Regions from separate parts of the Zea mays genome. Here region 2 is linked to region 1. The links are chromatin contacts, called in public Hi-C maps. All regions are on one chromosome and are shown on one strand. The core of a region is the stretch at or near the end of the contact, and the rest is flanking DNA. Distances in the headings are between cores, read along the strand shown. Region 1 holds the start of LOC100279329. Region 2 holds the start of LOC103650839 (40S ribosomal protein S7).

Region 1 (6,336 bases), core at 1,005-3,504:
AGTTAGTTGATGAGTAGGTACAGATAATTAAATGTGATTGCATAGCGATACAAAGGTAATTGTAAAGAGACTTGCCTTCTCGACCGTGGTGGACTCAGGAGGAAGATTTTGGGCGATAACACGCATCAATATATCTCTAGATCTGTCATATAAATCAAAGCAAGGCTTGTAGTTCGAGTCAGGTCTAGAAATAGTTGTTCCTGTGATTAGACTAAGAAAAGGTACTCACGTCAGAATTCCTCCAGGTTTGTTTTCAATTGCTACAACTGCTGAACTCACTTTTAATTCCAGCATCTTCTTTGATGCTGTCAACACCATGTCTGATGGTGCAACAGTGACAACTCTAAAGAATTGAGATCAGGACATAAGTTGTTCTGAACTGGCATTTATGTTGCATGAATGCTCAAGAAGGCACTTAATCTGAAAAAAGAACGGATATTACCTACTTTGGATTCTCAGAGATAATAGTAGACAGCGATGGCCTAAACATCCGTTCTCGAAGCGTCTCAATAAAATTGTTAGGACCTGCAAAATAAACAGAGAGAAGATTAAAGGAGCACACTAGAAAAGCCATGAGAGCAAACTTTCATACATAAAGTTTATAATATACATGTGAAACATAAAGGTGAAGGGTAGTAGAATGAAGTTGGATGCATAATTTCATTTCCAAATGTAGAATAAAGATGAGAAGAGGTAGGGAATATGTCAAGTACAGACCAGGCACAGCTGCTCCCCAATGCTTTTCAACGCCCTCGACGGCAGCGGCAATTGCTTTTCCTTTCTCCGCCGCCCTTTCCATCCGTGCAATAGCATCATATAGGCACTTGGCTATGTCCAGAATTGCAATGACCTCGCCATTCTCCACGACAGGCAGATGCCTGAACTTACCTGGAACCGAAGGATACGTTTCATCAGGGAACATTAAAAGATGAATATAGGTGAGGCGCACAGAAACCGTGGGAGCATTCACAGACCTTGCACCATCTTTTGCAACGCCTCGACTGCAAGCGTGTCCGCGAGAACAAATACAGGGTTTCGGGTCATGACCTTGGAGACCGGTGTCTCTTCCATCTTCAACTCACGAGCAATCACCCTTGTGGTTATGTCCTGACCAGCGTTCCCAAAATACAGCATACAGTGAGAAATGGGAACATCTAAGGCGGCACTGACACGAAAAAAAAAGCGAAGGAACATCCCCTCACCTTGTCGGTGAGGATCCCACAGAGCAAAGCGTTGGAGTCAGTCAGCAGCACGGCGTCAACCCTGCGTGACGCCATCCTCCGACAAGCCTCGTGCACGGTTGTGTGATCCGGTATCGTCAGCGCCTTGGACAGCCTCAGCCTTTTCACGGTCCTCTCGCCGGTCAGTGACCTGGAAAGAATCACACGAGGTACGTTTTTTTTCAGCTGTGAAGATTTTGGTCTTGTCCATTTGATAGAGCAGGCATGGCAATATAATCATGGCTTGACAGCAATCAATGTCGTGTTGCAATCTTGCTTGTGTTAGTGAAACGTGTGTGGTTTACGTTACACGCGAAATTCCACAGCCGGAGTCATGCGTATGTGGTACGGCATGGTTGTAAGAGTTGAATGGGATTCAGCACTTGTCTGTTGTAACTGAAAAACGGCCCGTACTTGGTATTGTTAGACTAAAAAGTGCGTAACATCCATCGATTCCACAAACCGGGGGAGGTGTCAAATCTAGGCTATGGAAGCTCCCAGCTACAAACAAAGCGAGGCACACGGAAGCTACTCCAGGTTGACACGCGACGCGACGCTTGAAGCCTTGATCCGAAGACACCATGCGTCCATGCCACAGAGACGGTAGGTACGGAGCACGGTCTACGCTACGCATAACAAGGGCAGAGCAAGGCGGGTGCGGCGGATCACGTACGTGGAGTGGCCGCGGGAGAGGGAGACGGAGGACCGCCTGGAGGGCGGCGGGGCGTCATGGCCGTGCCCGTTCTCGGCGGGCAGGACCCTCCTCCTGGATCCGGAGGACGATGAGACGTTCCTCCGGCCGGCGCCCGCGCCCGCGCCGCCGTCCATCTCCCGGCGCGCGCCGCCCGCCGGGGGAAGCGAGAGCCTCCGATCGGCGACGGCGCTGATCCGCGGCGGCGCAGGAGCGGGGGATTCTCTTTGTCTCGCCCGCTGGCTCCCGCGAATCAGGAGCGCTCCCCAATAGGTGGGGGAAGGCGGAGACCGGAGACGGGGCCGAAGGTCGCGGCGTGCGGCAGGGTATCTAAAATTTTCCTTCTTTTTTTTCGCCGAGCTGGTGGGTGCTGGGTGGTGGTGTTCGGATGCCCCCGTCCCGTGCGTGCGCGCCTGGCCTGGCCCGCGTGGTGTTTGCTTTGCGCATTCGTGTCGACGAGAGGCGGCTGAGTGGCTGACGGCTGGGGCTGGATAATGCCGCGAGGCGTGCGATGCGGATGTGGGGACCATAGCAGACTGCAGAGAGAGCAGCTCCGGGCCTCCGATCGAAATCCAACCGTGTCGACGCGGCCCACGCCACCCGTCGGGCGGCCGACCCGCGCAATCCCGCGTCGACACGACTGTTTAGACGCATGGCGGTGGTGATGTGTCGCCCGCGGGACGGGACACGGGACTGACCACCGCGCCGCGCCGCTTCCCTGAGGTGAGGGGCCGGGGACGCCGCCGGGCAGTATATATACCGCTGCCGGGCGGCGAGCGCTGGTGGCCGTGCACCAGAAGGCCGAACACCTGGCGCCGGCCGCCGGGAGACAATGCCTCAGCTCGCGTGCAATGCAAATGCTACGAGAGCGGGCGGCTTGGGGTCCTCTCTCCGTCTCGACCACGCCAGTTCGACCAGGTACGCCGTCGCCGGCGGCGGATGGATGGCTAGGTCGTCGCTCCTTCATTCTTCTGTTACTTCCGCCACGCATTCTTAAAGGGTGTTTGGTTTGTAGGGACTAATTTTTAGTCCCTACATTTTATTCCACTTTAGTTACAAAATTATCAAATATAGAAACTAAAACTCTATTGTAGTTTCTATATTTGTCAATTTATATACTAAAATGGAACAAAATGAAGGGACTAAACATTAGTCCCTAGAAACCAAACACCCCCTTAGATACTTCCTCCATACTCGGTCAGTCTAACTTTCCTCCATCTAGTAGTATTATGTTTTATTATATCAAATATTTCGATTTGATCGGCAATTTTTTTTAAAAAAAATTATATAGGTTAACGACATAAGATTTTGTTTTCGTATCATTATTATGACAACTGCTTTCAGCACACAGTATATAATTCACAGATATTACCTTTCAGCCCACTGACGCCTAGGGCAACTGCATAAACACAAGTGTACAGCACAATTTTTATCACAAACTTGCGAAAACATCCGGCTAGATTTGACACCCAACCCGCCCTCTCTTTTTTGCAGATGAAATCATGCAAGCCTGTACCATTAAAAGGAGTTAGCTACTGATTGAAAATTTGACATCTGCTAGGCAATCACATAATTTTACAGCATCACACTTTTTCTGCACATCACACTAGGTAAGAGGAGCGTGAGACCCAGGCTCCACGAGGGTCACTGCAGGTTGGCACATCCAAACAAACATAAGCAGCAAGCACAGTGCTAGGAAATAAACTTTGTGCGACAACGTAACGGGGCTTAAGTTCGGCAAGGAGCGGCACAGTTTCCGCATCCTGTTATTGAACTCCACTTCCTCGGCTAACCTTGCCAGCAGCCACCTTGACAAACCTCAGCTACACAACAATAGTATGCGGCACCGGCACCGCCCCGTTAGCAACAGATGCACGCCCCGTTTCATTTGTCGGTTGCACGCTCTGCCGAGTAAAGCAACATCTGGCTGCTTGTACTTGCACCGGCACCACCATTGTTTTCTTTTGCCAACATCTGCATTTCATCATAATAGAGAACTTCAGACTAACATGCGAGGAATACATAGCTGCATTTACCAATTTCGTAAAAAATGATTCATAGTGAGCAATAATCTCTTTTTTTTTCTGAGATGACTGACGAGTTCCATTCTGATGAACGGTGTTCCTTTCAAGCTTCAGGATATACAAACAGAACATTTTGTGAGACATGGTTCGTATGCACGTTTACTGTGTCCAGCTTACAAATGGTTGACTCTAGAATAGTAAGGCAGCACGATCCACTTGCCGTCGAAATCATACCAAAAAAGCTCAATTAGAATATAACAAGAATGACTTTTGGCGTTTGTTATCTTGTCCTACTTAAGAGTAGAGCTACATAACTGAGTTGAGCTCTGACAGGGCTTCCGGCCATTGATGTTAGATTTTCACATAATATTTTTTAGCTGTCCCTTAATTAAGAATGGAATTGACACAGTTTTAAGTAAAATCGGACCCAAAACCTACGCAAGGTGTACAAACTACCCAAGCAATGGCAGCCTCACACATAAAACTCATCCAGAGTCATCGTTGTCGAGCTCAACATAATGGACCAAAGAAAACTGGACGACGTCTATAGCCAAACACTAACACAAATGGAGGAAGACCGCGGAGCGTCGTCATTGTCAAGCCTCGAGACACCACACGTGAGGCAGCTCCGATTCTTCACGAACGGGACTTTCAATCTTGATCTTCCGCCTCGTTCCCAACATATGCCTAACCTCAGAAGCAATCCTTCCACGAAGAAGGGGGCGTCTCACGTCATCATTGACGAGCCACATCCCCTGACGTAGCAGCTTCGACTTTACGCTCCAACACCGTACCTCCACCCGCATACCAAACGCTAAGAAGCGAAAGCATCTACAGAAAAGCGATGTCGTGGTCGGGACAAAACTTCAATAGCGACCTCTTCAGGAAGGGAGTGACGTTGCAGACGTCATCGTCGCATGTCCAAGATGACAGGCTTTCACCCATAGAAGACAGTGCTGAGGAATGCGACGCTCTCAAGTGGGTAAGCGACGCTCACGAGCGTCATCGGCGTCGAAAGCCTTGACGAAGTCCCCCAACACAACGTCAAGTCAAGGTCAAAGCAAGCTACCTCCGTCGTCGTCGTTGCCCCGACACCCGCACAAACCTTCCAGATGGGCATCGACGCACCGATTGCCGCGGCAGCTGCCACCCCTCGAGTTGGGCAGATGGAACCGGGCACCACCATGCCACGTGCGACACTACCACGCGCCGGAGTCGTTGCTAGCAGTTGTCGTCGACCCTGGAAAATGCGGCCACCTAAGCCAGCAGTCGTCGGGCGTGTCTCGCAACTCGTTGCCAGCAGTCGCCTGGTGCAGCACCCCTCGGCTAGCCAAACCTTATAGCAACAGCCGTGACGTGGCGGGTCTGAGGTGCTGGCGCGCGCACCACAGCCGGCGCCGCTGGGGCCACTTTGCTAGCCCACCGTCGCCCCGAGCTGACACGTTCTCGGCTGCCGTCGAGCCACCCAACCTCGGAGCACCGCCGTAGGACCAGACCGCAGCCACCGCCGCCCTAACCCCTCTCGGCCTCCAAGCTTCGCACGTCATTGGTCGACAGCATCTTCCCTGTTTTGGCAATGCGAGGAGACGAGCTCGCCCACGGCGACGTGGAGCAGGAAGCCAACGCTGAAGCCGTCCTGGAGGCCGTGGCTGAGCTTGCGGAGCGCCAAGACGTGGCCGAGCCACGCTTCCCGCACACACAACGCCACGCCCGCGTGTGGGACCTTGTCCACCTAGACGCCACCACGGCACACGCCCGCCTACCTGCCGCCGCGTCGCGACTAAGCTGCACAGCAAACCCTTTCAAATCTAAAGCATAGGGAGACCAATCGAAAGAAGAACTTTTCGTGCCGCCATCCTTGGGGCCCGTGCTGGCCTACGGCGGACTCCTCCAGCGACTGCGAGGGGGTGGAGGGAGGCGGAGGGGGTGGCAGCGCTAGGGTTTAGAGTTTAGGGGCAACCTGTGTCGCTCGAGCGGAGGACGATGCGGGGGCTGGGGTCGGGACGTTGCTCACCTCACTGGATATCCTTCTTTCACATAATACTAGAGCAGTACTAGGACGATGCCACTTCTGTTGTCTCATATTATTAACGACGTCTTTGAAAATATGACACCATATACTCTCTGGTTGACTGGTTGACACCTAGCAGCTAATATCATTGTTCAATGCTGACCAACACGCAATGTTTTGAATATTTTTACTTTGTCAGATGATAATTCTCTTGTCTGCGTGGAAATTGGGAAGGTAGAAAACATCAGAAAACCATGCACCAAAGTATTGTAGCAATAATTGGTCCGCAGGATAGGAATACAAAATGTATCAAAAAGTTTTTGGAGCGAGATCTCTATCTAAATCATCAGCCGCAACGATACATGACGTAGTAAAAGAAAGGCATTTTAC
Region 2 (6,554 bases), core at 3,523-6,022, 630 kb after region 1:
GCACAGAAGAACCAACAGAATGAGGGGCATGCTGATTTCTACACAGCTGCAAGCCTGAGGGAAACCATAACTAAAAATGCCAAACCCACTGCAACAATAGTTGGTGCCACCACTACTGGATTTATTAACCTGTGAAGTCAGGGATTGAACATATTCAGTTTCTGTGAGGTGTATTCTAGATTGTAGAGTTCTGCATTTGTGTTTCTGGACATACCTCAGAAACAGTGAAATAAGACCAGTGTATCCTAATATTATCTGGAATACTGAACCAACAAGTATAGCCCCCTGTAGTTCCCTCATTATGTGCTTGAATTTCTGCATATCAAACGAAACACATTTAAGTTAACTGAGGAATGTTTGGATTAATAAAAGTGGAATGCTTTCCCACAACCTACAATGCTAAATCCTGATGACAGGTTTGACTGAATGTTAAACATAGTTCAATGCAAGCTCAGGCCATTCCAGAACAAAACCTCGCATACTACGAAGGAAATATCAACGGGAATTGGATCAACATCAACACATCGTTACATGAAGATCTTGGCTGCTATGTAGGTCAAAGCAGATCTCCTTTGTATCCTTATAATAGAACCAGGATCATTAGGGATTTAGGGAGTAAAGATGAAAAAAGTTTCTAAACTGATGCCCTTCTGTGAGAGACAGTGGTTCATGGGTATTTGGTAGTCTGCATACACATGAGGTTAGTGTCACCCTGACAATAGATGAGGGCAGGCAAATTCAACCGCCAATTGACTCCATTCATGGGTACAAAAGAGCTTGGAATATATGTCAAAATTTACTAATTTAGCTCACAGCACATATACTTTATGAAAGAGCTCTTTTGTTTACTTCCTTCTATGCTATCATGTCAATTTGCAAGGTTTATAAGAAATTACTATCAACTTCTAAGGCCAGACACCAAAGTTATCTCAAGTTCCATTGTCTGCACTCTGCACCATTATCTGAACACCTGGTAGACAAAAAGAAGAGATTGTCCCAGGAATCCTCCAAGTGATTTAGCTTCGATGGATCTCCCCTTTTCAAACAGACCCCAAATTGGATCCTAAATGCACTGGCATTTATATCCAACAATAAGTTGAGCTTGACATACTACATGATGTCACCCCATTTGAATCTCTCAGAAATCCCATATGATGCAGGACAAAAGGTGCAGGTAAAGTAACATGGGCTCTGGGATGAATCATACATTGTCAGTAAGATTTCTGAACTCCTCGGAGTTTGCAATTACCAACGCTGGAGCCAAATATACAAAGGAGCTTCCTTGAATCAGTGGAAGTCGAGAACCCAAAAAAGTATGTAGTATTGTAGTAAGACCAGAGACTAATAACATGGTGGAGATGACTGTTGCGGTATCCTCCTGCCACATTAAATGAATTCATCATTTGAAGGTGGTTTTCAGTGTAAATAAGTGCAATTAAGAAAAGAAGGAAAGCTTCATACATCAGAACCACCCATTGCAGGTACGAGTATCAAAGGAACAAAGACAAGTGAACCAGTTATTGACAGCTAATGTTGCATGCCATAAAATATTAGTAGTGCTGCAATTGGAAAAAGAAAAATATGTCAATAGTTATCACAACAGTTATAATTAGATTGACATCAAATCAAAAAGTCAAAGAATCACATATCAAATACGGATAATTATTTTCCCTTAGTTGATAAACTACGGAAGCCTTCCTACCAAACTTTTCCCTCATAAAGAGCGGCCTGCTCCCTGACGATCCACGTAGCCTGCGCCTCCATGAGCCACATGCCCCGACCGGTCAAGGCAACCGTGAACTCACGTTCTTCAACGGCTAGTGAACTGTGGCCACATGCCCTCTGCGAGCTGCGCGCTAGAGTAGGACATTGTGATGCCCCCGTCACCGTGCTAGAGTAGGACATTGTGATCATCCACTCCTATTAACTAAGAAAGGTGTTTAGGGTTCCCTTGTATTATCTTCTACATGTAACTTGGATTCGCTATAAAATCTAAGTACAAAATCACCTTGGATAAAACTATAGCAATCTTATATCCTAACATCCATGTAACTGCACCAGGTATTCTAGACTACAGATTCCAAGGTTTATTTAGTGCCACAATTTTACATATAATAACGTAGATAAAGAGTGCATAACATTACCTCCCAAATTTCTTGTTGGCCACATATTAGATAGTCAAGTTCTTGAGGTGAAAATATGAGGAGGGATGACATGCCAAAAACCTATGAAACATTAAAATACACAAGAATTATTGGAGTTAACTGAACAAAACAAAATCAGAACAAGTGGAATTAATATAGATTGTATTAAAGCAATGCCAATGAGGTTGTAATTGATTTTATATGGATCAGAGCAGCTAACTAATAGCTATTTAAGAGGTATAACTAATTTGCTGATTATAAAGTTGCAAATTGTAATAAATAATGACATTGCAACACAACTAAGTTTCCTGATAGGGGAAATTTCTTCAACTAAAATTCAAACGTAAGTAATATTTGACATTAAATGAACAAGAAAAATCCAGGTTACAACTGCGACAACTGTAGTTGACTGTTGATTGCACTCCTTCAAGCTATGCCAAATAAAATAATCAGTCTAACAGACTGACAGGCATCGAACACAGCAAGAAATTAAATAACTCGCAACAAGTTATCAGGGCGAAGGTTTAATTTAAATGCTCAAAACTTAACATTGTTCACGTCCACTGCCACTTCCCAGTACCAAATTCCTAGGCAACAACTTTAGCATCAAAACTATGGTTTTTGAAGTACATAAGGAGACCCAACATAACATCCAGAATCAACGAAATAGAGGAGATATCCAAAGGGCATCATATTTATGCATTTTCGGTCATAGGGTACTCAAAGACCACATCTTTCCCACACAGCCTGCGGTAGACTGCAGTGCAGGTCTCCAGCTTGTATTCGGTGTTGTTCCTCTCCTTTGGGTCCAAGAAAATCTGAATGACATTACAAGAAAAGGTTAAGTAACTTGCTGCATGATGTTAGCCATGAAACCATAAATGTATCCAAGCAATTCTAGGTAACAAAAGTCAAGGCAAAATTTTAGATGTTTTTATACAAGTGAATACAGTTCAGTAGAGATGCCAGTGGCATCCTTCAGTTCCTCAGTAGGACATGAAGGGAGGATGGAAGCATCTACCTTGATAATCTTGGAACCATCCAGACGGTATCTGACACGCTTCCCCACAATCTCGGCTGGGTAGACAACATCCTCCAAGATGCCATCGTGAACAGCAGTGAGAGTCCTGGTGCGAGGGCGCACAACAGCTGAACCCTTCTTGGGTGGCCTCACGATCCTCCTTGTAGCAACAATTACCACATCCTGTGCCAGGTAAAACGCATGATAAGCATTCTTGCAAACTTGACTCTAATATTATATACCAAACAAGACTGTTCAGCCAAAAAATTCTAAACATATGCTGGGTACAAAAATCACCATAAGAACCAGACTCATAACAAGATGCATATTATGACAAAAGACATATCTATATCACACAGACACTAAGCACTAACAAAACAAAAAGAAGCAGCATATGTAGTACAAGTAGGCATGCCTAACAATAACATGTATGAAAACTACAATTGGTAATGTGGGGTCAGAAGTTTCTGAAAATCCAAAAAAGTGATGAATCAAATGGATATTGACAATCAATCGTGACATGTTCATGACAACCAATTTTACGCTAGTGTAATAGAATTACAATAGAATGGAAACTTTGATGCTACATCTCCTAATCATGATAATCAACATAAGTTGCATAAATCTATGTAATCTCATGCCCACTAAATGCATTACCCCGTTCAGGTTTATGTAGTAGCTACAATCAGCATATAAACCTAAACCACGAACAACAGTAGAAAAAACAAAAAAGAGAAAATCACCTTGCCGCTGAATTTCTTCTCCAGCTCCCTGACGAGTCTGACATGGATCTTCCTAAAGGCCTTGCGCAGGCGGTATGGGACGTGGATGACAACAGCCTTCCTGCTCCCGGTAACATCCATCTGGCTGCAAAGTCACAACAAACATCCTCACCAAATGTCACAACCATGCACCACATGCTACTACATCTCAACAGGCGATAGAAGATAGAAAGAAACGTTATGCATACATAGCATTGTTGATGTACAGGTCCTTGAGGTCGCTCTTGAGCTCCTGGTTCCCATTCTCCAAATCAAAGAAAGCCTACAGGTACAACAAGTCAAAAAGCACATCACAACCCCGACACATTGGCAACCACAAACAAACAGAGCAGCAGTTCAAGGAAAATAAACGCAGTAAAAGGAGGAGAGAGGAGGTGGGTTGGCGCTATGCTCACCTGGGCAACGGAGTCCTCGAACTCGGAGGGCTCAAGGCCCTTCTCCTTCTGGATCTTCTTCCTCGCGGTGTACATCTTGCCTTCCCTTCGCCACCGGACCCTGCGGCCAAGGAGGAGATTCGATAAGTAGAGCACGGATCAGCAACCAGCGCAAGGGGAGATGATAACCATAGAACGCGAGGGCAGATCGATGGAGGCGCAGCCGAAGTGAGCTGAGCCAGTGCTCCTCACACACGAGACCTACAAGTACAAGCATGACAGCCAAATCGCATCAGTGGGGGCACTGCAGTGTGCTAGGAATCATAGGTCATTTCGTCAGGGATGAGGATGAGGGCGTTGCAATCAACCAAGCACGAGGGTGTGTACCTTGACGGGGTCGGACGCGGCGACGCGGGATCCGGCGGCGATGGCGCGGAGGGGCGCGGAGAGCGCCGCCATGGGTGGGGGTGGGGAATGGGAGCGGGCGGGCAGGCCTGCGCGTACGGTGTGCTAGGGTTTGACCGACGCCGCGAGGAGGGGGGCAGGAGCGAGGAGGTTTTGCCTTTCGGGCTCGGAGGCGAGCGGGCAGCGGAGGGCGGAAGGTGGTGACACCGCGGAAGCGTTCAGCGTGTCTGCGTGTGATCGTTCCTCGAGCGGGCAGCGGGGCTGCGGCAGGAACGCCATGCGTGGGAAGGGATCGCGGGGGCTGCGGCAGGGAAGCGGATGCGCAGGGACGAGTGCGGGAGAGACGTGGGATGCGGCAGGGGCGTTGGATGCGGGTTGGACGCTCTGGATGTGGCAGAACGTGCACCACGGTTGGCTGTGAATGCCTACAATAGATACTTAATTAGTAGTAGAGAAGAGATAGAGATTACATGTAAAAAAATTGTCCTGGGTCTGCCACTGTGCTCGCCGACGCCGCCCTAGCGCTCGCCGCCGCTGCATGCCCTAGCGTTGGCCACAGCCAGCGGTCAGGCAATAGGTCACCCCGGTTTCCCGTGTGGCCGGTGGCCCTGCCTGGCAGCCTCCCCATGGCCCCACTTGCCCGCTGGCCAGTGGGCCGTCGCCCGCGACACTGGCCTTCCAGTTGAGCACTCCTCAACTCACGGTTCCTAAGCTACTGCGTCATTGTGGTCTCTGCGTGGTTAAATGTGTGTTGAGCCAACAGGTGCAATTATAGCAGGAGTGGTATAAAGCTTATTACTATTGAATAATGTGGTGAAATTCCGAAGATCAGATCAAAATGCATTAGGGCCTGTTCGTTTGCGCCGGAATTCATCCCAGAATCGTTCAGCTAACCAAACCTTATATAAATTAGACAAGCAATCTGGCTAGTAATAATTCCGGGTGGCCAATCCCCAAGAATCGAACAGACCCTTAGCTAAATTTGAAATTTATCTGCGGGTCTGTAGCACACATGCTTAGTTGGTAGTTACAATTGAACGTGAGAACTGCAAAATCATTTTTCACGGTAATATGTGGATATAAATATGCTAGCGTCTCTTCTCTTGCTCATGCTTCATAGAACACTAATCCTTTTATATCATTGAGGACTTGAGGTTTCAACTTCTTTACGCGAAAAAACTATTATGGCACATTATATAAAAAAAATCTAGGTCCGCTACGGCCAACAATCACCCGTAATAGAAAAAGAAATCAATTCTTAGGCTGTCTCCAGCAACGTCCTCTATATCTATCCTCTATATCCGTCTTTTATAGTCTTCTCTAAAAGTTTTCATCCTCTATATCTCTTTCTTCTCCAACAACGTCCTCTAAATCACGTCATCTATACTCAAATACATATATTAGAGACATTTCTTATTTTATTTTTTTACATACGTATTTGTTATACTCTCAAGTATAGTGTACATATTTTAGTTTTGTTAAACCAGTTATTTAAAGTATTCAAATGGATAGAGGACCATTTAGAGAAACTCTATATAGAGAGAATTTAGCAGCGTCCTCTAAATTTAGAGGACCGTTTAGAGGACGCTGCTGGTATAGATGTCCAAACAGTGCGGGCCGCCCGTTTAGCCCGTGGCACGACACGAATTTAGCCCGGTCCAAACACGGCCCGGCACGGTCGGTTACGTGCCCGGGCCGGCACGGCCCGTTTAGTGGGCCGGGTATGGGCAAATACGGTGGCCCGCGTGCTTTGGCCCGGCCCGGCCCGATAAATGGGTTGGCCCGACGTCGGCCCGCATATTTATGTAAATACTAAATATGTAAATAC

The links. A called contact is a pair of places that touch in the nucleus more often than the background predicts.
Region 2: a Hi-C map of ear shows a contact between it and region 1, with 3 times the contacts expected there. The contact joins the promoter of LOC103650839 here to the promoter of LOC100279329 in region 1. A contact is called at or near these places in 2 of 25 Hi-C or Micro-C datasets (ear and tassel).

Annotation. Positions count from the first base shown.
Region 1 is chr3:161,168,722-161,175,057 of Zm-B73-REFERENCE-NAM-5.0, forward strand. It overlaps LOC100279329, which reads right to left and starts at 2,255. Exons shown (of 14, transcript NR_176412.1): 1 at 1,894-2,255; 2 at 1,203-1,371; 3 at 975-1,107; 4 at 718-888; 5 at 443-525; 6 at 230-343; 7 at 76-142. It overlaps LOC100272251, which reads right to left. Exons shown (of 5, transcript NM_001146746.1): 5 at 3,268-3,885. The coding sequence ends at 3,796.
Region 2 is chr3:161,791,242-161,797,795 of Zm-B73-REFERENCE-NAM-5.0, forward strand. LOC103650839 (40S ribosomal protein S7) reads right to left here and starts at 4,773. Exons shown (of 6, transcript XM_008676424.4): 1 at 4,709-4,773; 2 at 4,343-4,582; 3 at 4,136-4,209; 4 at 3,909-4,032; 5 at 3,166-3,348; 6 at 2,653-2,962. The coding sequence starts at 4,417. The coding sequence ends at 2,840. It also overlaps the pseudogene LOC115101001.